Linked DNA regions of Mus musculus: regions 1, 3, 4, 5 and 6 are each linked to region 2. Evidence: chromatin contacts called from public Hi-C, HiCAR-type and promoter capture Hi-C data. All regions are on one chromosome and are shown on one strand. The core of a region is the stretch at or near the end of the contact, and the rest is flanking DNA. Distances in the headings are between cores, read along the strand shown. Region 1 has its middle 15 kb from the start of Gm30419. Region 2 holds the start of Mocs1 (molybdenum cofactor synthesis 1). Region 3 holds the start of Dazl (deleted in azoospermia-like). Region 4 holds the start of Apobec2 (apolipoprotein B mRNA editing enzyme, catalytic polypeptide 2). Region 5 holds the start of AY702103 (cDNA sequence AY702103). Region 6 holds the start of Tspo2 (translocator protein 2).

Evidence for each region. Promoter capture Hi-C pulls out the DNA fragments that hold promoters and counts their contacts. A called contact is a pair of places that touch in the nucleus more often than the background predicts. HiCAR-type assays count read pairs that join an accessible place to other places.
Region 1: a promoter capture Hi-C map of liver shows a contact between it and region 2, with 2.5 times the contacts expected there. The contact joins the enhancer-like site here to the promoter of Mocs1 in region 2. A contact is called at or near these places in 3 of 39 promoter capture datasets (embryonic stem cells, hippocampal neurons and liver) and 3 of 115 datasets of contacts at active chromatin or transcription factors (astrocytes, bone marrow-derived macrophages and forebrain).
Region 3: a HiCAR-type map of astrocytes shows a contact between it and region 2, with 2.2 times the contacts expected there. The contact joins the promoter of Dazl here to the promoter of Mocs1 in region 2.
Region 4: a promoter capture Hi-C map of second pharyngeal arch cranial neural crest shows a contact between it and region 2. The contact joins the promoter of Apobec2 here to the promoter of Mocs1 in region 2. A contact is called at or near these places in 8 of 39 promoter capture datasets (the C10 cell line, HPC-7-derived erythroid cells, cranial neural crest and 4 more), 4 of 484 Hi-C or Micro-C datasets (CD4 T cells and the G1E-ER4 cell line), 6 of 115 datasets of contacts at active chromatin or transcription factors (bone marrow-derived macrophages, embryonic basal ganglia, embryonic forebrain and 3 more) and 1 of 9 other capture datasets (embryonic stem cells).
Region 5: a promoter capture Hi-C map of second pharyngeal arch cranial neural crest shows a contact between it and region 2. The contact joins the promoter of AY702103 here to the promoter of Mocs1 in region 2. A contact is called at or near these places in 2 of 39 promoter capture datasets (hippocampal neurons and second pharyngeal arch cranial neural crest), 1 of 115 datasets of contacts at active chromatin or transcription factors (acute myeloid leukemia) and 1 of 9 other capture datasets (embryonic stem cells).
Region 6: a Hi-C map of the G1E-ER4 cell line shows a contact between it and region 2, with 4 times the contacts expected there. The contact joins the promoter of Tspo2 here to the promoter of Mocs1 in region 2. A contact is called at or near these places in 2 of 39 promoter capture datasets (embryonic stem cells and erythroid cells), 3 of 484 Hi-C or Micro-C datasets (all in the G1E-ER4 cell line), 9 of 115 datasets of contacts at active chromatin or transcription factors (the 230-238 cell line, acute myeloid leukemia, bone marrow-derived macrophages and 6 more) and 2 of 9 other capture datasets (embryonic stem cells and macrophages).

Annotation. Positions count from the first base shown.
Region 1 is chr17:48,595,992-48,600,054 of GRCm38.p6, reverse strand. No RefSeq gene overlaps it. Among named protein-coding and RNA genes, the nearest start is that of Gm30419, 15 kb to the right of the region's middle. Within about 2 kb of position 1,499, at least 8 of the 459 cell types and tissues checked have an H3K27ac peak or open chromatin away from gene starts, as enhancers often do. A contact at or near this core is called in liver, where this site is marked.
Region 2 is chr17:49,426,719-49,430,664 of GRCm38.p6, reverse strand. Mocs1 (molybdenum cofactor synthesis 1) reads right to left here and starts at 2,301. Exons shown (of 11, transcript NM_020042.2): 1 at 2,101-2,301. The coding sequence starts at 2,223.
Region 3 is chr17:50,291,030-50,295,056 of GRCm38.p6, reverse strand. Dazl (deleted in azoospermia-like) reads left to right here and starts at 1,437. Exons shown (of 11, transcript NM_010021.5): 1 at 1,437-1,650. The coding sequence starts at 1,648.
Region 4 is chr17:48,431,181-48,435,171 of GRCm38.p6, reverse strand. Apobec2 (apolipoprotein B mRNA editing enzyme, catalytic polypeptide 2) reads left to right here and starts at 2,444. Exons shown (of 3, transcript NM_009694.3): 1 at 2,444-2,693. The coding sequence starts at 2,563.
Region 5 is chr17:50,237,713-50,241,855 of GRCm38.p6, reverse strand. AY702103 (cDNA sequence AY702103) reads right to left here and starts at 2,648. Exons shown (of 2, transcript NR_131975.1): 1 at 1-2,648.
Region 6 is chr17:48,449,718-48,453,484 of GRCm38.p6, reverse strand. It overlaps Tspo2 (translocator protein 2), which reads left to right and starts at 1,984. Exons shown (of 5, transcript NM_027292.2): 1 at 1,984-2,032; 2 at 2,424-2,613; 3 at 3,415-3,602. The coding sequence starts at 3,433.

The DNA of each region.
Region 1 (4,063 bases), core at 250-2,749, 830 kb after region 2:
TCAAGAAGCAGGTCAGTAGGCTTCCTTACAGAGTCCCGGAGTTCAGCTCCTCAAGCTTGGCTTTATCCTGAGCTGGGAGGGACCAGTCTGAGCCAGTCTGTGTCTTGCAACCAAGTGAAGACCAATTACAATACCCCATAGGGCAGGAAAGGGCTGCAGAGACTCTTCACATACCCAGATAAGGAAAGGGAAAGAACAAAGACGATCTCCTTGGCAGACTCAGCCCCAGCACCAAGGCCAAAAGCACATGGGGTCCATGGCAAAGGCACAGGCAACGTTTTTTGTTTGTGATCCCTCCCTGTGGACTGGAAGGCTCTGCTGGAGGTGAAGGCATGCAATCTCAAACAACAGGAGGCTGTGGGAGAAGTATCTGGACATCAGCTTGGAGAGGGAGGACTCTTCCCTGGGCCTGAGGATGGAGCACCTGGGGTAAGCAGCTGTCTAAGAAGGCCAAAGCTTACTACCAGGCCTGCTGGCTCCTGTAAGAAAGAGGAAAGTAAAAGAAGCAGGAAGAGGGGGGAAGATGACAGGGAAATGGAGGGGGAGGACAGAGGAAAGGAGAAGACAGACTAGGACTTCAAAGGGGATAAAAGAGAGCAGGGAGAGACAGAGGAAGGTGGAAGAGAAGTAGAGTAGGGGTGAAGAAAGATAATAAGGAAGCAGGGGAGAGAGGGAGAACAGAAGGGAGGAGAAAGAGACAGTTGGTGTAGCCGAACCTCGGCTGCCAACATATTGGGTGGAGGAAAAGCCCTCAGAAATGGGGAGGGGAGCATGCTGGCAAGATGGCTCAGCGGCGAGAACACCGACTACTGCTCCTGCAAAAGACTCGGGTTCAATTCCCAGAACCTATGTGGTGACTCACAACTGTCTCTAACTCCGGTTCCAAGGGATCCGACTCTGTCTTCTGGTCTCTGCTAGCATCAGGCAAACTCACGGTGCACAGGCACGCATGCGGGCAAATATACCGATGTGCATAAAGGATAAATACTGTTTACTGTGGGGAGGGCCAGGTTGAAAGGATACCGAAGTCGTCCCATCCAATGCGAGCCTGTGGGCTTTGCACAAAGACGGGAGGAGTGCAGGACCAGAGCCCAGCCCTCCATCTGCCCTGAAGTTGGATCTGTGGACATCAGAGGAATCTCCATGCCGAGATCTGCAGGAAGCAGAGCACTGAGGCAGTGGAAAGTAGCTTCCTGACACCCAGAGCCAAATGACACAGGCTCTAAAATAAAATCCCAAGCATCTAAACAAGGCCATATGATCCCGTTAACCCTGACCTGGCTCCTTGGAGCTGCCAGCTCACCCTGCAGCTCCCAGCCTGGTTGCCAGAAAGCCCACGCTCTGTGAAAGTCTGGTAAGCACCCAGTTGCCACCATAAGAGCAGAGTGGGAAAGTATAAAGGGTTCATATTTTCCTGCTCACGACCCGTCCCAGCCACCTTGTGGAAAGGAGCAAAGGTCACTGAGGACAAAGTGGCAGCAAGAATATTGGCTCCAGGTTCTGGACTCTGCCCAGCCTGGGATCGTCTGTCCATGACCTGACGTGGCATCTTGTTTGGCTCTCACCTGTCGTCAGGAGCCCACAGACCTCATCCACTCTCTGCGCTTGCCTTCGGCCTTGGGTTGGGTTCTGAGGGGCAGACTCTGCTCATCTCAGAGAAGGCTAGGGAGGGTAGCTGCTCTACCTTGTTCTTGAACTCCCAGCTCCCCGGCAGAGCCTGGCACATGGTGCCTGTTATTAGTCTATTTGTTGAAAGAATGAATGTGTTGGGTGAGCTATTTTTCATTTGTTGTTTAGAAACAGGTTCTCCATCCCATGGGCAAGCACCAATCCCCGATGCTGTTAATGATAGAAACTCTGTTATGTATGCAGACAAGAGTCTAGCATGGCTGTCCTCTGAGAGGCTCCACCCAGCAGCTGGCTCAAACAGATGCAGACAGCCACAGCCAAACAGTGGATGGAGCTTGGGGATTCTTATGGAAGAACAGGAAGAAGAATTGCAGCCCCTAATGGGATAGGAACTCCACAGGAAGACCAATAGAGACAATTAACCTGGACCCTTATGGGCTCTCAGAGACGAAACCATCAACAAAAGAACCATACATGGGCTGGTCTTTGGCCTCCCTGCACACAAGTAGCAGATGTGCAGCTTGGTCTTCATGTCCCAAACAACTGGAGCGGGAGCTATCCCAAAAGCTGTTGCCTGTACATTCGATATGTTCTAACTGGGCTGCCCTGTCTGGCCTCAGTGTGAGAGTATGTACCTAGCCTTACAGAGACTTGAAGTATAAGGGTGGGGGAAGACCCAGGGAGAGAAGGGGAGAGGCAAGGATTGTGGGAGGGGGTGGCTGAGGTGGGGGGCAGTGAGTGGGACATAAAGTGAATATGTAAAATTAATAATAATAATAATAATAATAATAATAATAATAATAATAATAATAATAACAGGGTCTCCTGTAGCCTGGGTGAGCCTTGAGCTGACTGAGGCTGCAAATGGACCTGCATTGTTGATCCTTCAGCCTCCACCAGTGCCATGGTTGGGATTGTGCCCTCTTCTGGTCACCACGGGTAACTGCACTCATGTGCACATAGCCACACACAGACAGACATACACACATACACATAAATAAAAAGAAAAATAAATCTTTTTTAAAAGTGCATTCTACTGAGCCACAGCCCTTAAATATTTTTTTAATAAAACTCCTGAAGTTTAGTTTTCTTTTCAGATACACTAATGTTAAGCTGAGAGCTACAAATTCAAGCTACAAATTCAAATGTTGCCTATATTAAAATATAGACATTAGGTATAGGTAATACAGAACAAATTAAGAAAACTGTATTTTTTTATTATTACACTTTCTTAATTCATGCATGCTTTGAGATGGGAATAATAGAGACTTCGTTTACATAGAAAGGACAATGCCAGATAAGAGGGTAGCACAAACAACACTGTTTAAAGCATACATAGATGTCAAACAGCCTGTTTCACCCCAGCATCTTCATCTTAATGCTCAAGTTTCAAGTGCTAGGAGAATAACAAGTGGGAGAGAATTTCTTAGGACAGAATGAAGCACACCAAACTCCTACGAGTCTTGAATCTCAAGAGCATATCCGTTCACTATAACATTCATAGGATGAAGTATAAAATTAGATTACAGCAGTAACAAAATAATTAATTCTTTACTACACAAGATATGACCTAGCAATCAAAACAACAACAACAACAACAACAAAAACGCAAACAAAACAATAAACAAGTGTTTCTCCTTTTTCGGACAAATAAGTGGCATGCTTTAGTCATGAACAAGCTTTTAATATGAACTTGTCACCCACAGAGAGGAGTTTTAACCCGGTTTAATGTTCCGGTTGTATTTTTACTAACAAAGTGTCTAACCCCCAAAGCAGCTGTAACTCCCCAGGGGAAATCTGATGCCCTCTTCTGGCCTCCTCAGGTACTGCATGGGTAGGGTGCCCAGACACACATGGGCCAAACACCCACATACATGAGAATTAATTTTAAATGAAACAGTGATAAAGAACTGCATGTGTGTTGGTTCTCTTGCTGCCTGGAGAGACAAAGCCACCCCTCCAGAATGGAGCTCCTGACTTACAAAGCACACCCATTGCCTACTGATTGTGGTTTCTTTCTTTCTTCTGCTCTAGTGTGAGTGTGAGCTCAAGAGTGCTTGCTAAAGCCTTCCACATTTGTACAGGTTGTTTCATCCACATTCAGTTTTCTGGTCATTTGTTTTCATGATTCGCATTTAGGGAGGGTTTCTTTTTTTTCACCCAATATTAATTCATTCATTGCCTTATTTACTTATTGATTGACTTGGGGTACATATATACTCTTTAGTTTCTACCATGTCTCAGGCCTTAGACTGCAATATAAGGCAGAGAGACGGGGTTGCCGTGCTCTCTGCCCTTCAGTCTAGCCTGTAGGAGGGACCTCAGTGAGCCACACAGTACCAGTTCCTTGACATCATTCCAATCAGCCCTCCACACATCTGTTTTTCTGTGTGACTCTCTGGAACCTTCCACTTAGCATGTATGGAAGCAACGT
Region 2 (3,946 bases), core at 1,052-3,551:
AGCACCGTCCTCCCTACTCCTTCCAGAACCACTCCCGTGATTTCTCCTGCACCAATTCCTGTCTTCAACACCCACCTGCCAGCTTTTGCTCTTTTCTAGAACTCTGAACAGCTAGGCGACTTTGTCTTTGCCTGAGTCACCTAGAGTCCTTTAACCCCACCATAGGCAGTGGGCTCAGGCCTCAGTCCAGAACTCTTTTCTGCCCCCCCAGAAAGTCAGAGTAGCGTTCCAGAGAAGGAAAGGGTTTGCCTGAACTAAATGTTCAGGAAGCTGTCTGTTGTACCTCGGCCAAGACAGCAGCTCCTCTCCATTTCCCTTAGGCGCCTGTGGAAGCTGTCCACCCGTCCTTAGACTGCCCCAAGACCCCCTTTCCACTCTGCACAGCCAGCTCCCACCTAAGATTCAGTTCTCTTTCACACCCACACCGTCACACGCAGGAAGCCCAGTGAGCATCCACCATGGCTCCCCACCTCAGCCCACCAGAGCACTGTGAAGGGCAGGCAGAGGGTCCCTGGAGGAAAGGAAGGCAGGGCGAGGGTGGCGGATGTTTGCACCTCTGCTCCTGCCCACTGGCAGTTCTATAAAGGAGCTGAGTACCTCATTTCACCTCACCTCTAAGATGCTCTTACAGATCTCATGCCCTATGCTCCTGTACAAGGTGAGCCGGTTTAAGCCTCTGGATTTATAGACAGAAAGCAAGGGAAAGTGAGTGCACAGACTAGAAGCCAGGTAAACTTAGAGGCCAACGAAAGATAAGATCACAGGTCTCCTTAGGCCTTGCTCTGTCTACTGCTCCACCTAACTCATTAGATGTGCTTCAAGCAGCCAAAAGACATTTGCTGGCTTGGCTGGCTACATGCACTGAGGGAAACACCGGAGGAAATACTTAGAAAGGCGAAGGGAGACCTAGCATCTAGGAACTGTCAATTAGTGGAAGACGGTCCCAAGTGAGATATGCAGAAAGCAATGTCTGAGGTACCACTGAAAGAATGACTGCTTGCCCTGGTAGGATGTGTCCAACAGGACCTAGTACAGCACCCCAGGGGAGAGGCTAGCACAGGTGTTTCTGTTTAAGGTCCCACCTTTACTGTGCCCCAAGAGAGAGTGTGAGGCCAAGGGGCCATCAGCTAGTCACACTGCACAGGCCCCCTCACAAAAAGCACAAAATCCATGATGAGGAAGAAAAAAATTATTTTTTGCTAGTATCGGTTTTTAAGAGCTCCCATGGTGGCCTTGGCTATCCTAGCGCTTTTCACTCAAGTACAAAGTTCAAGGGTTTGGAGAGCCCTGTAACAACAAGCCTGCTTTATCTGAGGATCCCAGAGAGGCAAGTCTGAGGAAGTGAACGCTCTGACATAAGCCTGCCTATGTCTTGAGCAAGATGGGAGAGGCAAATATTGTGAAATTCAGAGTCCTGGGACTTCACGCTCAGTTCTGGAAGACAGAAGCGGATGGAACAGTTTCGCAGGTTTCCCTAACCATTTAGATAAAACAACAAACTTAAGACCTACCGTCACTGGAAACACTCGGAGAAGTGCAATACAGGACCCTGCCCCTCACTATGAAGACAGGCAGGAACTCCTTATCACGGAACCTGATCTTGCTCTCGTTCTCATCAAATGAGGCCACCCCATCCCAAGAGAAAGAAGATAGGTCATGGAACCCTGCCACAACAAAGTGACAACCGGCTGTGCCGGACACCTGGCTAGCAATATTTTTTAGTCCTTGTCAAAGAAGCAGTTGTCCGGGGGACACCTGACTGCACTGGCACCCTCCTCCCCGGAGGTGAGGAATAATGTTTAATAGACTGGGTGGAAGCGAAAGCTGGAACAGCTCACTGGAACCTAACTCTCACTCCTTAATAGCACCCCCTTTTCCTGCTGCAGCACAGCTACCTGTTATTAGGTGGTTCTCCAGGGAAGGGGGTGCAGGGGAAACTGAGGAGTCCTTCCCGCTGGGCAGGAGTGAACTCAAGCAACCCAGCAGTGAGTGCCCAGGGTCCTCCCCAAAGGAAGCCTCAGGACAGAGTGCATTCTGAAGATTAGGGTGGCTTGGATCGCCCTCCAGGTAGGTGTGTGCAGGCGGGCTGGGTGGGCTCACCTCCCTGGTAGGTCTCGAGGGCTCCCCGGGGCGAGGCTGCGTCACCGGAGCCCCCGAGCTGCAACCCCGAGCATTGGACCTCAGGAGCTGCCGCACTATTCCGAACGCAGGCCGCGCCGCCATGAAGTCAGCAAAGGAAGTACCCGGCCTGAAGTGGGCCTCCAGAGCACTCTAGCCCGGGACCTGGAACAGAGTCATTTCGGAGGGGCGGAGCAGAGGGCGGCGCCCAAGTAGCCAATCAGCGAGGGTGCCTCTCCGCATTGCCCTCTGGAAGTTGTAGTCCACGCGTTCCGCCCCCTTCCAGGACGGAAGCGTGTTCTTGTGCAGAAATGCCAAGTCTGGGAGAGCTATGTTCTTTTCCTTCAGCTTTGCTTGGTCTTGGATTTAAGCTGTCTTTAGATGCAGAATTTAAAGGGGTGACATAAAAACTTCTAGGCACGTTATACTTTTTTTTTTCTTTTCGTTATGCAGGGGAGTAGAGACCCTTACACAGTGTCTCAAAGGTGTAACCCTGGCTGCCCTGGAACTCGCTTTGTAAACCAGGATGGCTTCAAATGTACAGATCGCCTTCTGCATCTGCTTCCCGAGTGCTGGGATTACAGCCCTTCAACTCTGACTCCAATGAAAATAATATTTTCTTTTTTTTACTCTTTAAATTATTTTTTAATGTATGAGAGTTTGCCTGCCCACCCTTAAGTGCACCATGGCGCAGTTGGTGGCCATAGACACCAGCAGGGGGCGTCGGATCCCTTGGAACCTGAGTTACAGATGGTTGTAGGATACCATATGGGTGATGGTCCCCTGGAAGAGCCGTCAGGCCTCTTAACCACTGAGCCATCTTTCTAGTCCCTTAACTTATTTTTTAAGTTAGCATACAAAATAGCATGCTACTTTATGACATAGTCTTAAGTCAAATAATATCTCAATACATAAAAATCTGCTTGGGTGCGCCAGTAAAATACCAATATTCTATTTAAAAACATCAACTTTACTAATTGCCTTCACTTTACCCTACACCAGACTCTGCTTGTATCTCAGCTCCCTTCTTATGGACACTCTAGTTGTGTCTCCCATACATCAATAGTCTTTGTTTCTCCGTTTAAAAACAGATTTATGAAAGGAAGACACAAAAGAATGGGTGACCCTCGAATTGCTCCCTACACACAGAACTCTGAGCTAACCATCAATCCCATGACCCTGGTGTGGATAGAAAGTTTGTGTAGCAATTAAGGAAAAAAGTCTCAGAGAGTGGAGGCAATTTTTCCAGAGCTGTGTAGCTGATTAAACTGCCCAAACCTTGTAGAAGTTAGGCCTGGTTCTTTCTCCCAGTCCCATGCTCCCAGAAAGAAGACTCAGATTCAAAATATATTTACAACTACATTGGCCATATAGTTAGGCTCTTCTCTGATTAGAATCATAACTTACATCTTATCTTGTTCTACATTCTGGCACGTGACTGGTTACCTGTGCTCAGGTACCATGAAGCCACGACCAGCATAGAGCATGTGTGAGCTGTAGTTGGAAGAGGAAGTATGGCATACAATCCAGAAGAACTGACAGTTCCTCGGCGACGGAAGAATAACAGGACATCGCTGATTTTTACAAATACAGGCTGGTTATTGTAAAAGCAGGGGTGGTTTTGTCTGGATAGTCAGATAAGCCTTCTCCAGATTGTTTTGTCCTGTCTCAACTTTGAGTAGCATTATGGGGAAAAAAAGTATCAGCTTGAATTGGAATGGATTTGGTGGGGCATGTCTGTCAGGATCTGCGAGAGGCCTGGGGATCCCCTGAGAATGGCTGACACGCTGCCCACCACTACGGCTATCTCTGCCTGCATTTGTCAGCA
Region 3 (4,027 bases), core at 188-2,687, 870 kb before region 2:
GTCAAACACCAATGAGAGTTAGATGGTTTTGGGTTTGCTCTAGTCTGCACGGTGCTCCCCGTCCCCTCACGTCCGTGCTTTTCCTCAGGATGATGCCTTGCCAGAACACCGGTGTGCTGCAAGGTGCTCAGCTCCAAATCGGGCTGCACCGCTTCAGCTTTCCCCATCCAGCCAACGCAGGAAGGCCTGGAGCTACAGAGTTTAGAGCCATCTCTCCGCTGCTCATTAACCAACCATTCCAGCTGTCTGTAGTGGGTTTTTTTCTTCTCTACACTAAAATGAGGACAGTCCAGGCCCTTTGTTAGACTGTTCACACCACCATGTAGCCACCTACCGAAGGCCAGTGGAGAATCGGATCTTCACCGCTGTAGTTTCGAGCTTAATTTTAGTTTCAGAATTTTGGAATTTCCCCCCTTTCAAATAGGTGCAATCTACCCTTATTTGTTTTATTTTTATTTATTATTTTAATACTATTTTCTCCATCATTGCTGCATGGTTAGTGGCAATCTTAAGCTGTTTTGCCAGCTTTAAAAAAAAAAAAAGCTGTAATACTTATCATCTGTACAAAAGGTAGTCAGGACGGTATAAGTACTAGGTGGTTCTGCCGTAAGGTTATCTCCACCAAGCACCCTACAGCTCGGCTCTGCTGTAGGTAGGTAGGCCCCGTTTCTCTGGCCTTGAGAATGTTCTAGAATTCTCTCAGCTGGCCTAGCTTGTTTCTGTAAAGCCTACAAGAGAAACGCTCACACTGCAACCTAAATTCCACGAAGGGAGGGATATTCTCTCGTGTGGTCTGGTCACTGCTGTGTCCTTTGTACCGGATAATTCGGGCATTTATTTGAAGGGGCGGGGGGGGGGGAGAAAAAAAACGGAAGAAAAAAACTAAGTCCTGATGGCTGACGGGCCGGCCCGTGAGGCATGAGGTGCGCCTTCCACATGCACCCGGACTCAACCTTCTCAATGTGGCTGAAAAAGAGGGTGAAGGGGCCCGGCCAGGCAAGGCCTGCTCTCTAGTCGTGCCGCCCGTTATTAATTTCTATTTCTGCGGGCATTTTGTAAATTTTAAATTCGGCCGCCAAGCTTTGCTGACGGGATAACGCCATGCCTTCGAGGTGCCATTTTTGAGGTAATGACTTGAATAAATGCTTTCCTGACAGAACTCTGAGCACCGTCCTGCCCAGGACTTATTTCACAGGGGCTTCGGACACGGTCCTGGGGGGGCTAGGGAGTGGCAGGAGTCGGTCCATCTGTCTGTCAGTGAGGCTCGGGCCTGCTCGGCAGCCGAGACCCTTACGTAGATGTCGCGCATGCTCCATGCGCACCCCTCACGCACTCCGTGGGCGACGTGGGTCCCCTGGCCCCCCTTGCGAGGCCCTAGCGCTGCCGCCTATTGGCTGTAGCACGTCACGAGGCCAGCCACGCACAGTCATCCCCCCGGGGCGCGCAGCCCACGCCTCAGTGACTCGGCGACCCTCAGCACGCTCGCTTCGGGACTCCGCTGTCTCCGTGGCCGTGGGCTCTCTTTCCACCACCGCCTCGGCTTTTTTTTGCCCGTTGGCCGGCTAGGCAGCCACCTCACGTAGCTGCCCCGTCGCGTGGCTTCTGCTCCACCTTCGAGGTTTTACCACCCGAACTCTGGCCGCCATCATGGTGAGTCGAGGGCAGGCCCCGGGGTGGCAGTGCAAGACCAGCCGGAGGCCGCGATTCCTTACGCGGAGGTTTAAAAATCGGCCTTTTCTGGTGTAGCACAGAGAAGTGGGGAGAGGGCATAAAGAGGGTCCTTTCATATTTCCGGTTCTGGGTTCCTCCCCCACCGGACAGCCCCCAGGGTGAGGCCTGGAGGACAAGAGTGGCGGCCTTGCTGCCTTTGCGGCCTACACCAGCACTGAGGGGTTGCGGGGAGATGGCGGGCAGCCCTGGGGACCTCGGGCAGCCCCGGGGTGGGCCACGTGCACGGCCTGGGCGTCACGTGACGGCTCTTTCCCGCCTTTGGGCCGCGGTGCCCGTAGGAGCAGGCCTTAGGCGAGGCCTGCCGCGGCCCAGCCCCCACCCCGCGGCCCAGCTCCTCCGCACGAGCGCCCGGGCTTCCGGGTCGGAGCGCCGCAGCGCGGGCGCCTCCGCCAGGTGGCGCCTAGGCTGGCCGCGCCGGGTCCTGCGGCCTGGCGGCTTGGCCGCGGCGTGGAAAGGACCCGGAGGGCGTGGTTATCGGGAGGCTGAGGGCGGGCCCTGTCGCCTGGTGACTGTGGGTGGGGTGGAGGCGGCTTTGCGGGAGCTTGGCTTGCGTGGGCTGGGGGAGGAGCCAGAGGCCTGAGCCGGGCGGGGGTCGGGGAAAGCGGGACCGGACAGCTCTGCTGTAATCGCCGCTGCCGCCGCCAGCAGACTGACTGAGGCGTTGCCAGGCTAGCTTGGGCTACTGAAAACAAACGTTGATAGCCATTTAATCACAAATCCGTTAGATGTTGCATGTTCGTTTAAAATTTTTTTCCATTTTAGAGGTAAAGGAAGAAATTTATACTACTTATGACCGATGTTAACTTAAGTTGGAATTCAAATTAAGCATTTATAATGTGAAATAGGTACTTGTCTATCACAATAATTTAAATCGCACAATATTGGACCGTTTTCTCACTACATTAGGGTTAAACATTTGATAACTGCAGATTTTTATCTATTGGCCAGTATTTGTAGCATACATGGGAATTTGCTTAGCATAGTGATTTAATTACATTTCAAAAATGTGAATCCTGAAATCTTTAATAACTATTCTCAGCTTCTAGCTATATTTGATATGTGGATTTTCCAATACAATGAAGTATGGTACTGTACAAAATAGGCAAATTTTTGTGTGCTGGCTCATTGCTGGTATTCTAATATTTCTCATAGCTAATTCAGAGGTATAATTAAATATGTCTTAAATTTAATACAGTTTGTTTTCAGTATGCTATTATAGTCCATTGATGAGTAAGATACTTTCCCACCAGGGTCAGTAGTGGGCATTTAGGTGTGTGGAAATTTACAATTATTGGGGACAGCAGGGGGCCATATGGAGCCCTTTAGAAGTTCAGGTCAACTCTGGCAACATAAGACGTCATTTAAAATAAATAATTGTACTCAAGAAGTAGAGGCATGAGTTTGAAGCCAGCCTGGTCTACATAGCAAGTTTTCAGGACAGCCAGAGTTACATAATAAGATCCTATCTCTTAAGTATAAAATTATACTTTCTTAAACATCAACCTGACTTACAAGTATTTGGTTGTAGAGTGGTTTTGGTCATATTTAAAAAGTAACTAAAGCATCTATCAGTTGTGGGTGTTTTACTTATTAAGCATACAGTAGGAATTAGGTCTTATTAAAATGGATTCTTTGCTTTCTTGGTTTTGAGTGCCACCTACTGGATAAGGACTAGGATATGGTGTGCCTTCTTTAATACATAATACACTATTATTTTGAGACCGATTTAATATTTACTCTGATGAAGCAGGTAGTTTAAGCCCAAATCAAGCATCCTATAATATTTAATGCTTTATTTTCCTCCTTATTAAACTTTTCTCAAACGTCCATTTTACTTTTTTATAAAGAATACAATTAGAAGACATTTGAGATTTTTTTTTTCCTTAATTTTTAAGGCAGGAAATCAAGATCTTGAACAATGGAAAGCAAATTCTTCCCAACAGTTATTTTCCTCTTCAGTTCTAGAAGTACCATAACAGGATTTTTCATCACATCCCTATACAGGTTATGGTCCTAGTAACACATTGTTTGGGAATCATTTGTTATGGAAATATCCCTGGCTTCCTACCAGATGCCAGAAATTTACCTCACTGTTGACATCCAGAAATGTTCCTAGACATAAGTACCCCTGCAGTACTGAGAGTCAGTGCATTATAACTTATATTCTGGTTAACTGGTAAAATATTACACTTCTAAGTTGAAATGCATCCATGTATTGTGGTACAGACATCAGTAAAAAGGATTATCGAATAAAAATATATCCTAAGGTCATCAATACAAGAAGAGTAAATTGAGA
Region 4 (3,991 bases), core at 1,195-3,694, 1.0 Mb after region 2:
TTGTAATCTCCAGACAGGAATACTTTCTGTAATCGATTTAATGAGAAGGAAAAACAGATAATTTGTTGTCTGACTAGAAAGTCCCAGGTGACAAGAGCGACATTTGTGGTAATTCTGATGACACAACTGGGGGGGGGGGGTGCAGCATGACCATCCTGAGCACTATGAAGGCTCAGAACCCATATGAATGGTACCCTATGCTGCTCAGAACTCCCGAAAAGGAAGTCCCACACCCAGCCCATCCTGACTCCTCTTCTCTAGTCTGACTCCAGACCACATCTCAAGAATACCTTAAAAAAAAAAAAAAAGACAGAGCCTCATTTGGTCAGGCTAGCTTTAAACTTGTTACAGAGCCAAAGATGACCTTGAACTTCTGGTCCTCCTGCCTCTACCTCCCCAGTGTGGGATTTATTTATCTCTGGTTTATTCAGGGCTGGGAATTGAACTCAGGGCTTTGGCATGCTAAGCAAGTACTCTACTAAGTTAAGTGCCAAGCCTTTCTACCTGCAACCGAGATTTAACATTGCAGCCAGCAGGTGGTCTTGGCTACTTTTCCATTTCCCTGGAGAGTCTAGAGCACTCGTACCACCAAGTATAGAAACGTGGAGGGGGGCCTGCTAAGTATTCATCACGTGAGCTACAAACTGCCCACTGCCCTACAATGTCATCCTACTTCAACTTCTTCTCGAGCTGGCTTGACTCGTCTTCTAATGGGTTCCCCAGTATAGTATAGTATAGTATAGTATAGTATAGTATAGTATAGTATAGTATAGCTTGTAGAAGGGTCTCTTATAGCCCAGAATAGCCTCATCCTCAGTATATAGTTAATGCTGGCCTTGAACTCCTGGTTTTTCTGCCTCTTCTCAGATGCTGGGATTTCACTCTGCCTCACTACACTGAACCAGAAGTGAGACATATATCCCAGCATATCTGCATAGCTTGTTCTCCTTCTGGCTTCCCTTCCAAAGACTATCCAATCACTCAGCTGTCCCTGCTGCTTCCTGGAGCACAGCAGTAAATCTCAGGGCCTCTGTCCCCACCCCTAAGAATTCTCCTGTACACACCTTCCCCTACCTCTTCCCCCACCCCCTCCACGTCTGCTCGGAGAACTTTCCTTTTAGATAGTCAGATGAATGTTTCCTTTGTCTCCTTTGGACTGATCCGTTTCTTTCCAAAGTCCTTCCTTATCAAAATGTAATCTTGGGGCTAAAGAGATAGATGGCCCAGAAGTTACGAGCACACATTGCTCTTGCAGACGACTGGAATACAGTACCCACATGGGGCAGCTCATAGCTTCCTGCATTCCACCTCCAAGGTATCTGACGCCCTCTTCTGGCCTCTGCAGGCATCTGCACTTATATGCATATATGCACCCAGAGACTTAACAGCAGATAACTAAAAATAAAAAATAAGGATCAGGTGTAGTGGCACATGCCTTTGTGGGTTCAAGGCCAGGCTGGTCAAGACAGAGAGACTCTTTCTCAAGAACAAACAAGGAAATAAAGAAAAAGTAAACATCTTTTCAAAATGTAATCTCACTCTTTGTCTTTTTCAGATGCTTCCTTGCCAGTTCTCCCCAGCACTTACCAAAACACATGAAGTTATTTTACTTAGCGGATATAGCAGCTGACCCCTGCAAGCTCCGGGAGAGCAGGGCTTTTCTTTGCTTCTTCCTTTGGTCTGTTCTGCACCTCAGTGCCTGGAACCGTTGCCAACAGAGCATCTGCTCAGCATGCGCCCTCAGGCAGGCACAGGACTGATGAAGGGGACGAAGACTCTGAGCAGGGCAGAGGCCTGAGGATGGCCGGGGGTTTACTGCCTTCAAGCCTAACTCGGAGTGTGAAGCATTAGGTTTAAGGAGATGGCCTGCCTCAAAGAAATAGGTGGAGATTGACAGAGGAAGGCACCTGATCAGGTCTTCTGGCCGATGCACTCACGGGCGAGCATATGCTCGTGCGCATGCGCAAACGCGCATCCATCCACCTACCCACTCGGGCTCACAACGAACATAACATGCAGACCCTGAGTAGCAACAGACATTCTCCTCTCAAATCATTGGTTTCTAACTCATGTCCCACAAAGACCCTCTTTTCCTAAACCCGAGTTCCCCCCAACGTGGGCGGGGGAGGGGGGTCACTACAAGTCCCTCCTTCATCACAGGCCTTATCTGTTTAAAACAATGAGAGGCCTTCTCCCCTAAAACTCAGTCGAGTCTGGGTAAACGAGAGAGGAGAGACGGGGTAGAATTGGCCCAGCCCTCCCCACCTGCCAGCTTCCTGTCTGCCTGCTGATAAATAGGGGGAATACACATGGCCAGAGTTTCCATTCCCCCACCCTGTCACCCTGTCAGTCATCCAATTAAAAAAAGATGAGTGAGAGAGCTCCAAGGGTGGGGCGGGAGGGCCTGCTTATAAAGCCTGCAGCTGAGTTGTGGGGAGCACCAAATCCGGTCCTCTCTCTGTCATCCCCAGCCAGGCTTAGCTGCTGACAGCTGCTTGGGACTCTGCCGCCAGGCCCTTGGCTGGCTTGACAACCTCTCCACATTTCGGCCACAGTTCCTCCATGGCTCAGAAGGAAGAGGCCGCTGAGGCTGCGGCGCCAGCCTCTCAGAATGGAGATGATTTGGAGAACCTGGAAGACCCTGAGAAGCTGAAAGAGCTGATCGATCTTCCGCCCTTCGAGATTGTCACTGGGTAAGCCTTGTGTGGGGGCTGGGGCTCCTGCCTGGGAAAGGGTGGGGTCTGAGCAGGCTGTGGAAGGTTAGGACAAGAATAGGGAAGCCCAAGGTCAGCCACAAGCTGTGCGTCCAGCATGCTAGCAGGAGGCTTCTGGGCAGCAAAGGCCTCTTGTCTTTTTTAATTAATTAATTAATTAATTAATTAATTAATTAATTAATTTGAATCAGTGTTTTACCATGTAACTCTGGCTGGCCTGGATCGCACTATGTAGACCAGGCTGGTCTTGAACTCACAGCGATCCTCCTCCTGCCTCTGCCTCTTCATTGCTGGGATTAAAAGCAGCTAACACCAGGTCCAGATACTCTTGGCTTTTTGAGGTGACAACTTAGACCCTGTAATCAGGAGGATGTGGAAGGAATGGAACCCCCAGAATGAAACTACATAACATTTTCTTCATGGCAGTCTCTGCAAATGTGCAAAGGCAGAATGGGTGCCATACTGAGAGAAGTTTCTGGAAGAGTGGTGGTATGGATGCTGTGGAGAAGGAGAAGGGGCCCTGGCAGCGATCGGTCTTGCGGGGTATCGGACATCATCTGCCTGTGCATATAGCCCAATCCCAACAAGTTCAGTGAGAACGGCATATTTAAAGATGGCCCCAGCAAGAAGTCATCTCCAAGCTGCAGATACTGGAAGCTTAAGCACAGTTTATAGCCACTGGGCTCAAGTTAGTCTACAGGGTCCCCTCTTGTCCAGATTGTGTTGCCCCCAGAAATGAATGCAAGTAGCCTTTCTCCTTATCTCTCTCTATTCCTAGAGAGGAAGATGCCGCTAAATCCAAGTTTCCTTCCTGAACTTCGGTTCCCTTCATAGCATTTCTCCAGCAATGCGCGCAAAGGCTGGGTGGGGGCACACCAAGTCTCAGGAGGAACAAAGGCCTGAAGGAGGAGGAGCAGCCCTGGGGAGCAGTTTGGACTTGCTGTTTTATGCTTGACCTGTATTGCTCCAGGCCTGGCCTCTACTTTCTTGTTTCAAACATGAGGAAGCTACCCGACTTGATTCTTAATGTCCCTTCCTGCTCAGATATTTTCTGACTTCTAAGAGAACCCAGGGGGAAGTGTTGCTTGGTTTCTGAGATGTGAGTAGGCATTGAACTTCCATTCACTCTTGCTCGCCCAGATCATCTTGCGCTCATCCTAGGATTAAGGCAGCAGCTGGGCACAGACTAATATAGACACAGGGGAAGCCTAGGGCAAATAGGCCAGCAGGGTCCTCCATTCCAGTGGCTCGCCTATGGGAGAGGATCCTTTTACTGA
Region 5 (4,143 bases), core at 1,399-3,898, 810 kb before region 2:
GGTTGGTGAACACAGCAAATAATTCCTTGTGCTTTCTGTGTTTCTGCCATGAGACTCCTGAGGTGGCAGACCTTCCTACTCACCTGAGCCTGGAGTGATTCCTTATACAGATTTTTTTTGAGGTCAGTACTATTGGCCTGACCAAACCCCAGCTTCCCCTTGTGGTTCAGCTACCTGTCCGGGCATGAACACTCTACTCACGACTGAGCCTCGGAGTAGGGGGTTGACAAGGACTTCACATTTTGCAGGGTGTTTTTCTGGATTTTGCTTTTGGAAGTCAAAATTGATATAATTTTTTTATGCTGTCCTCGAACATCTTTTTTGTTTTTGCAAGTAGGGAAGAGAAGCTTTCATGAGTACTGGGACCTGTAGGCTTGGGCAGGTCTCATCTCTGTCAGGAAAATATGTCCTGCCTGGGACATGGACAGTCCAATGTGTGGAAATGGAAAGTCAAAGGCTCCTGGGGTCTGGGAGTCTTGTCAACATTCCCTGCTCTTGACAAGAAAGAACACCTGTCTTGGAAAGATAATTTTCTGGTAGAGAACACAGTCTTGAAGCTAGATCCTGAGGACCTGGAGGCAGGGATATCTGCAGCCAGCAGGACCTTGGAGGCACCGTCTTGAAAGAACATGCCAGTGGTACAGTCCTACCACTGACATCGGTAGCCGAGTCACAGTGAGATGTGTTCAGGCATAAGTCTTCTGGATCCTGGAAAATAGTCGTGGAAGGGGAATATCTTTTGCTGGTCTGCAGTGATTCTAAATCGCTCAGCTGCCCCTTGTTAAGTTTGAGAGCTTGCCATCTCCCTGGCTTCCATGTTGAGTGCCTAGTCACAGGGCTCCTGCTCCTCCTCTGCCTCCTCCAGTCCCCATACCTCTAGTACTTGGTAACTGGGGTGCCACACTGATCTCCCAAACTGACAGCCCGTGGTAGAGATCTCCAAAGGCCACACCCTTACTCTCCTGGGGCTCATACCTATCCTTGACTAGGTTTGAACCTGGCTCTGGGTTGCCTGTCCAAGATCCAAGAGCCTTATCACTGGGCCAGTCTCTGCCCACAATGCAGTGTGTGGTGCATAGGGAAGTCACATTGTCCTTCTAAACACTTTGGGTGCCTCAGATGGCCAATTGTTGTCATTAGATGGACTCCCTCTCAGGAATTTGAGCTGGCGGGTAGAGGGAGCAGTCTGCATATACTAGAAGCCATTTTTGTCCTCACTTCCTCTTCTGAACTTTTCTGAAAAAGCTCTCCCAGGAAATCATCTCTAGAATCCCAGCAGGTCGGAGAGGGAGTCAGAGGCTGTGGGAAATGGCAAAGCTACAGACCTGTTTGTGTTGGAAAGATGTAGGATTTTGAGGTCTCTGAGAAGCAAGCTCCATCTTTTTGCCTCACCCAAAAGGCATCTTCTTGTAGGAATGAAGGCCCATTGGGAAATATTCTTGCAGGTGGCCCCATCATTCAAGGATCACTGCTTCTGAGCTTCCATATTTGTCTCTGGGTTTTCAGAACTTGTCTCTGAGTTTTCAGGCAGGACCACTGTGTGGTCCACAGCAATTCCTTGACAAGTGCCCACAGGCACCTTAATGGCATTGTAATGGCTCCACTTGCTGCTTGAGTGGTTTTCAGTATACCCTCTAGCTGCTGTTTTCCTGGGGAGACTAGCTGGGGACTTGGTGAGTCACTTCTTGGCTGTCTGACATAGCAACTGTCCACCCGTGTCTCGGAGACAGCCTCTAGATCTTTGCCCAGGGAACCCTCTGGGATCCTGTACAGATCTCTCAGAGATCTTCCTGCAATGTTTGTCAGATCCTTGCAAAGGTCCTTCCAAATCTGGAATATGGCTGGACCCATTGATGAGACAGGCGCTCCTGTGGAGGCTCCTGGGTGGCTTTTATCTGCCAGTGTTGAGGAAGATGGAGCTTCAGGATTAACTTCTGCATGACCCATCTCTGGGAGTTGGTTCTCAGACTTTACCAGATGATATCTGGATCTTGTAGGGCCAGTGGCCCTGGTTGTTGGCCTTTGTGCTTGGATGAGAAGGTGTTCAGGGCCTTGGAACTCAGGAACCATCCAGCTCTGAGGTGTGACAGTGTCCCAAGGGAAGGGTTTCTGGAGACACGGGGGCCCAGGAACCACACATCTTTGAGAGGAAGTCTCCTTCCTCATTGGAGGCTTCCCAGCTCCAGGGAAGGATGTCCCCAGCTGAGCTCAGGAGCCTCAAGCCTACTCCTTCTCTTCCTTTCTTGTCTTCATTGCTTCTTGTCTTCTTCCAATGAGAGAAGAACATGACAGCAGAGCTCATGAAAGGCATTCATTGGTGTGTCCACAGTATGGAAGAATGCATCCTGGAATATTAGTGCCTATGGTTTCAGGAGAGTGCAGAGAGCACTTGCTAATTGGACAAAGTCCAGTGCTTGTATAGGTGTTCTTAGGGCATGGACCTTTCTAGAGTAAGATTTCCAGAGTGAGGATGGCTGGCATCTCAATTTCTGAGCCTGAGGGAGCTCAGGGATTGGTGAGTTTACCTGTTCAGGGATTGGTGGGTTTTGATGTCCAGGGATAGGTGAGTTTCTGTGGGAAGTTCAGGGTTTGGTGGATTTTCCTATTCAGGAATTGGTGGCTTTTATTCAGGCTTTTCACCTAGAATTAGCATAACGTGGGTGGGGCCTGTTGACATGCTGGAGATGACCCTTCTGACAGTTATGACAGTTAGTGGGGTTCTGGGGGAGGGGCCTGGCTGCTGGAGAGCCTCAGTCTCAGCCAGGACCATTTTCTGAGTTGAGGTTTACAAACTTTATAAAGTGTACAGAGTTTACAAAATATATAGAGTTTGCAAAGGGAGTCCAGGGCAGGAAAGCCATTCCTGGCACTTGAGTGGCCTGCATATCTAACCCAGGTGTTGTCATGAACCCCTTTTTAAAGTGTTGTTCCAGCTGCTCTCAGAGCTCTGGGTAATCTTGACAACATTCCCTTCTCTTGACAAGAAAGAACACCTGTCCTGGAAAGATGATTTGCTGGTAGAGGACACAGTCTTGAAGCTAGATTCTGAGGACCTGGAGGCAGGGATATCTGCAGCCAGCAGGACCTTGGAGGCACCGTCTTGAACAAACACACTAGTGGTACAGTCCTACCACTGACATTGGTAGCTGAGTCACAGTGAGCTGTGCACAGACCTACATCTTCTAGATCCTGGAGAATCGTTCTAGAATTGGACTACCCTTTGCAGGAAGTCTAAATCTCTCAGATGTCCCTTGCTAATTTGAGAGCTTGCCATCTCCCTGGCTTCCATGTTGAGTGCCCAGTCACAGGGCTCCTGCTGCTTTGCTTCCTCCAGTCCCCAGTACCTCTACTACTTGGTGACTGGGATACCATGCTGCTCTCCCAAACTGACAGCCCACGGCAGAGATCTCCAAAGGCCACACCCTCTCGCTCCTGGGTCTTATACACACCCTTGGCTTTGGCAAACAGGACGATGAGACCACATTTGCTGGCAATTGGCAGCTGAAGGACGACACCCTGAAAGAAGATGTGTTGTCTGTTCCACCACGGTCCCCACAGTTCCACATCATCTCTCCAGCTTTAAGGAGACCCCACCTTCCCTGCTGTGGCTTTCCAAAGCATCCAGAAGCACGCTTGCCGGCCCAGGAGTGTCCCAAATGGTGGGATAAAGTAGAGGAAGCATTTTAGCGCTTCTTACTGCTACATCAGTAATTCTTGACACCCAACCCCCTTTCAGATTCTCTCTTCCTCCTCCCTCTCAGCAACACACAAGGAAGGCGTGTGTCTCAGCTGGCAGGCTGCTTGCACAATACACACCGGAAGCTCTGGGTTCCACCCCAGCACCTTGTACAGAAGAGTGTGGTGGAGCACACCTATGTGGTCCCAGTCCTGGAGGCAGAAGGGTCAGAAGTTCAAGGTCAGTTTCAGCTATACAAGGATTTCAAAGTCAGCCTGGGTTACTAAGATCCTACCTTTAAAAAAAAATCAAATAAAAAAATACATGACAGTCACGATGGTTCACAGGGTGACCATGCTTGCCTCAAGTCAAGTGACCTGATCTCTGGGACCCAAGTGGGGGAAGGGGAGAACCAACTCTAACAAGGCGTCTTCTAACATCCACGAGTTGTCCTACACACACACACA
Region 6 (3,767 bases), core at 735-3,234, 980 kb after region 2:
GGAACTGGAAGAGAAGAGGGAATCTAGGCGGGTAGAGAAATAATGGAACCAAGACAACTAGTCTGCTCAAGGTTCAAATTTTTAATGGCGGACACGCTTTATAAAGGAGAGGGGAAGCCCATTCCCACTAAATCATCCTTAGAGCTCAGCTGCAGGTGACCACGTGTAGTCTCTGGAATAGCTAGGCCGACTCCCAGCAGGTAGCAGCAACTGCAGTGGCAGAAAAATAAGAGTGATCCAGGGAGGCAGGCTCCACCCTAGGTGATCTCCTTAGTGGTAACAAAGTCAAGGTCTGGCTCAGCCTGCTTCAGGCTTGTGGGAGGCTACACAAGGAGAGAGGAGAAAAGAAAGGAAGGAAGGAAGGAAAGAAGGAAGGAAGGAAGAAAGGAAGGAAGAGAGGGAGGGAGGGAGGGAGGGAGGGAGGGAAGGAAGGAAGGAAGGAAGGAAGGAAGGGAAGGAAAGATAGAAAGAAAGAAAGAAAGAAAGAAAGAAAGAAAGAAAGAAAGAAAGAAAGAAAGAAAGGAAGGAAGGAAGAGAGGGAGGGAGGGAGGGAAGGAGGGAGGAAGAAAGGAAAGAAGGAAGGGAAAAAGGAAAGAAAAATAGAAAGAAAGGAAGGAAGGAAGGAAGGAAGGAAGGAAGAAAGAAAGAAAGAAAGAAAGAAAGAAAGAAAGTTAGTTAGTTAGTTAGTTAGTTTGGGCTGGAAAGATAGCTTAGTCAAAAAGTGTTTGTGTTGTAAGCCCAAGGACCTGAACTCAGTGACCAGAATCCACCTAAAACTGTCTTTCCAATCCTAGAGCTGGGGAGGCAGAACCCAGGGTTGTCCTCTGGCCTCCACGAGCACATGACACATCCCTCATCCACATCCACACGTGTGTACCCACACCATATGCACACACACGTGCACATACACACACACACACACACAAGAAAATATAAAAGCAGCTTTGTCCTCTTTCCTGTTTTAGTTAATTATTCTCTGGCCTCTTGTCCCTCTCTGCAGCTCCTTCTCTGCCTGCATCCTGGGTGTAGATGGAAGGGAAAGCAGGACAAATATATGCCAGAGAGCCTCGTTGGATGTCACTGGGAATCCACAGAGAGCAGGCAGCCTGGTAAAGGGGACCTAGAACCTAAAGGACAAGCAAGGCAGGGTGCCCAGAATTCTGACAGGGGACAAACAATGGAGGTGTCTGTCTTTGTTATACCAAGCTGTCTGAGTCACACAGAAAACTGGACTTTGCCAGAAGACAGGGTCACTCTCCCCTGACGCCCTTTGTGGTGGCTGGGAGGTAGATATTGGCAGGAAGCACCAGACCACTCCTGCCCAGGCTCCCTACCCACCTCCACTGCCTGCCGCCTCCATCTCTGAAGCACAAAGTGCTTGGGATCTGGGAGGGCTCTGCCAGCCTCCAGTCCCCAGCCAGGCAGAGGCAGGCCAACCAGGAGGCTGGAATCGGGGACTGTTCTCAGGGATCATGAACTCATCTCGAAAGCTGGCGCTTGCCTCACGTGAAGACAATCTGGTTCCAGAAAGGCTCTAAGGAGATCCGAGGGCCCCTCCCATCCCCAGGGACACAGAACTGGGTCACAGGCACAGAGAGCATGGGTACCAGTTGGACTGTGGCTCCAGGCTGGGCTCTTTACGGAAGGTCCAGATCTCACCATCAAGGGGGCTCTCACCAAAGATCTATGCATCAGGAAGGAGCTGAAGTGAGGGGGAAGAGGAAGAGGGAGAGGAAGAGGAAAAGGAGAAGTTCCATGGTGGAATGCTTGACAATATAGACATAAACCCTGGGCTCATTTAATTCCTCGTATCTCGGGCTCTCACGCATTTCTAACAGACCAGGGAGGAGCTTGTGGACAGGAGCCCTCTTGCAAACAGCAACAGAGACTCCCCCACAAATGTCCCCTCCCCTCCCTTTTCATAAGAGAAAGGCAGGTCGGTCACGAGCCTGGCTCCACCCCTTTCCAGTCCCTCGCCATCTTCTACCTTATACACATCCTATATCATCAGGCTGGGAGGCGTGTGCCTGAGGTAAGTCAGGAAGGCCTGGGGACAGGAGGAGTGATGGATAGATAGCAGGATGAAAGAGAGTGGGCACGGTCAATGAGGGAGATTACAGCACTGGCTTAAACACCCAGAGATGGGGAGATGGGGAGGCAGCTGAGTCGGTAGACAGTGAGAGGCAGATCAGCCCGTGACCTGTCAGTCACTCTAGAACACCAAAACAATTGGGTTTTTATTTCTGTCAAGTTGCATTGATCTTAAGACAGAGGCTGGAATACCCTGAGCAGGTGAAATTGATACTGGCTGGGCTCTTAGCGGGGAGGAGAGTCTAACCATCGGCCTACGAGCAAATGGCACACAAAGAAAGCAACATGTAAATGAGATGCAAATGCAACAACTTTTTTTTTTTTAATCAAAGACCAGGCTGTTGTGTCCTTGAGAATCAGACCACCAGAAATCTGGACACCTGTGCCTTCAGACCTGACCTGTGGGAATGGGGCGATGCGGAGCACATCCCTCAGACACCGGGAGCAGCTGAGAGAGAAGGCTTCAGAGAAAGGGACCCACGGAGACCGTTGGCCACGCCTGAATTGGGCAGACCAACCTGGGTGGGCCTCTTGCGTGTGCCAGTCTGCTCTAAAGAGATAAGATTGGGGGTAATGAGCAGGGCTGTTGGGACTATGACTGACCTAGCAATCCCTGGCTCCTACATTCAGAACATGGCTGCCATGTGATTTCCTGGGGAGATGCGGACAAACATCTATTCACCCCAGAAAGGGCACTGATGGGAAACTAAAGAAATGGTCCCAGCTAAGTCCAGCCTGGTGAACCAACAAATAAGCCTCATAAGCCTCCCTCCTCCCTTCTCCTTCCTCCCTCTTCCCTCCTCCCTTCTCCTTCCTCCCTCTTCCCTCCTCCCTCCTCCCCCTCACTTCTCTCCTCTCTCATCCTTCCAGGAAAAGAATGTTTCAATTCAGAGGAAACTTCTACACAACAGTGATACTTCCAGGATGGTCACTGTCAGCTTCAGTGAGGCAGAGTCCTTGAGACACCAAAGGCTTGTTTTTCTCCTGGAGGCCAGCTGATGCCTTCGGAGGAAGATAAAGACTAAACCTGGTCCTGACTTCCAGGAGTCAGATGGCCCTAGAGAGAGCAGTGTGACCACTTCAGAGTAACCACACTGAAGTGCTGCTCCGCGGTGTGGTGTAGAAGAAAAGCATAAGGCCCAGAGAAGAGTCAGGGTAGTGCTTACTAGAGATGGTTCAGGGGTCAGGACTAGAACTGGGCTCCAGGCAGGGGGTTCTCCATGACTAGACCTCCAGTGAGAAACTCTGGCTAGGTGACTGTAAGGTTTGGAGGTCCAAGGGGACAGAGGAAGGCTTATCCCAGCATGCTCTCTGCCTCCCCAGATCTTGCCTTTCTGGAGAATGCAGCTTCAAGGACCTGTCTTTGTAGGTGTGCCCCTGCTGGGGCCCATCCTGATTTGTATGCTCATTCATCAGCCATCCAGTCGGTGTGAGGATGAGAGAAAGTTACCCTGGTGCCCACCTCACAAGGTCATATTGCTTGTGTGGGTGACCATCTACTCTGTCATGGGGTGAGTATGTGGCCTTGCAAAGGTAGGAGCAGATCCTCCCGTGTGTGACCCTGGGCTGTACTCTGGCTTCTCTTCAAGTAGGGGTCCCCACAAGCAAATATGTCCTGTATACCTAAGGTTCCAACAACCCTCCTCCAAGCCTCCCCTTCCTGTCTTCTCTCCAGG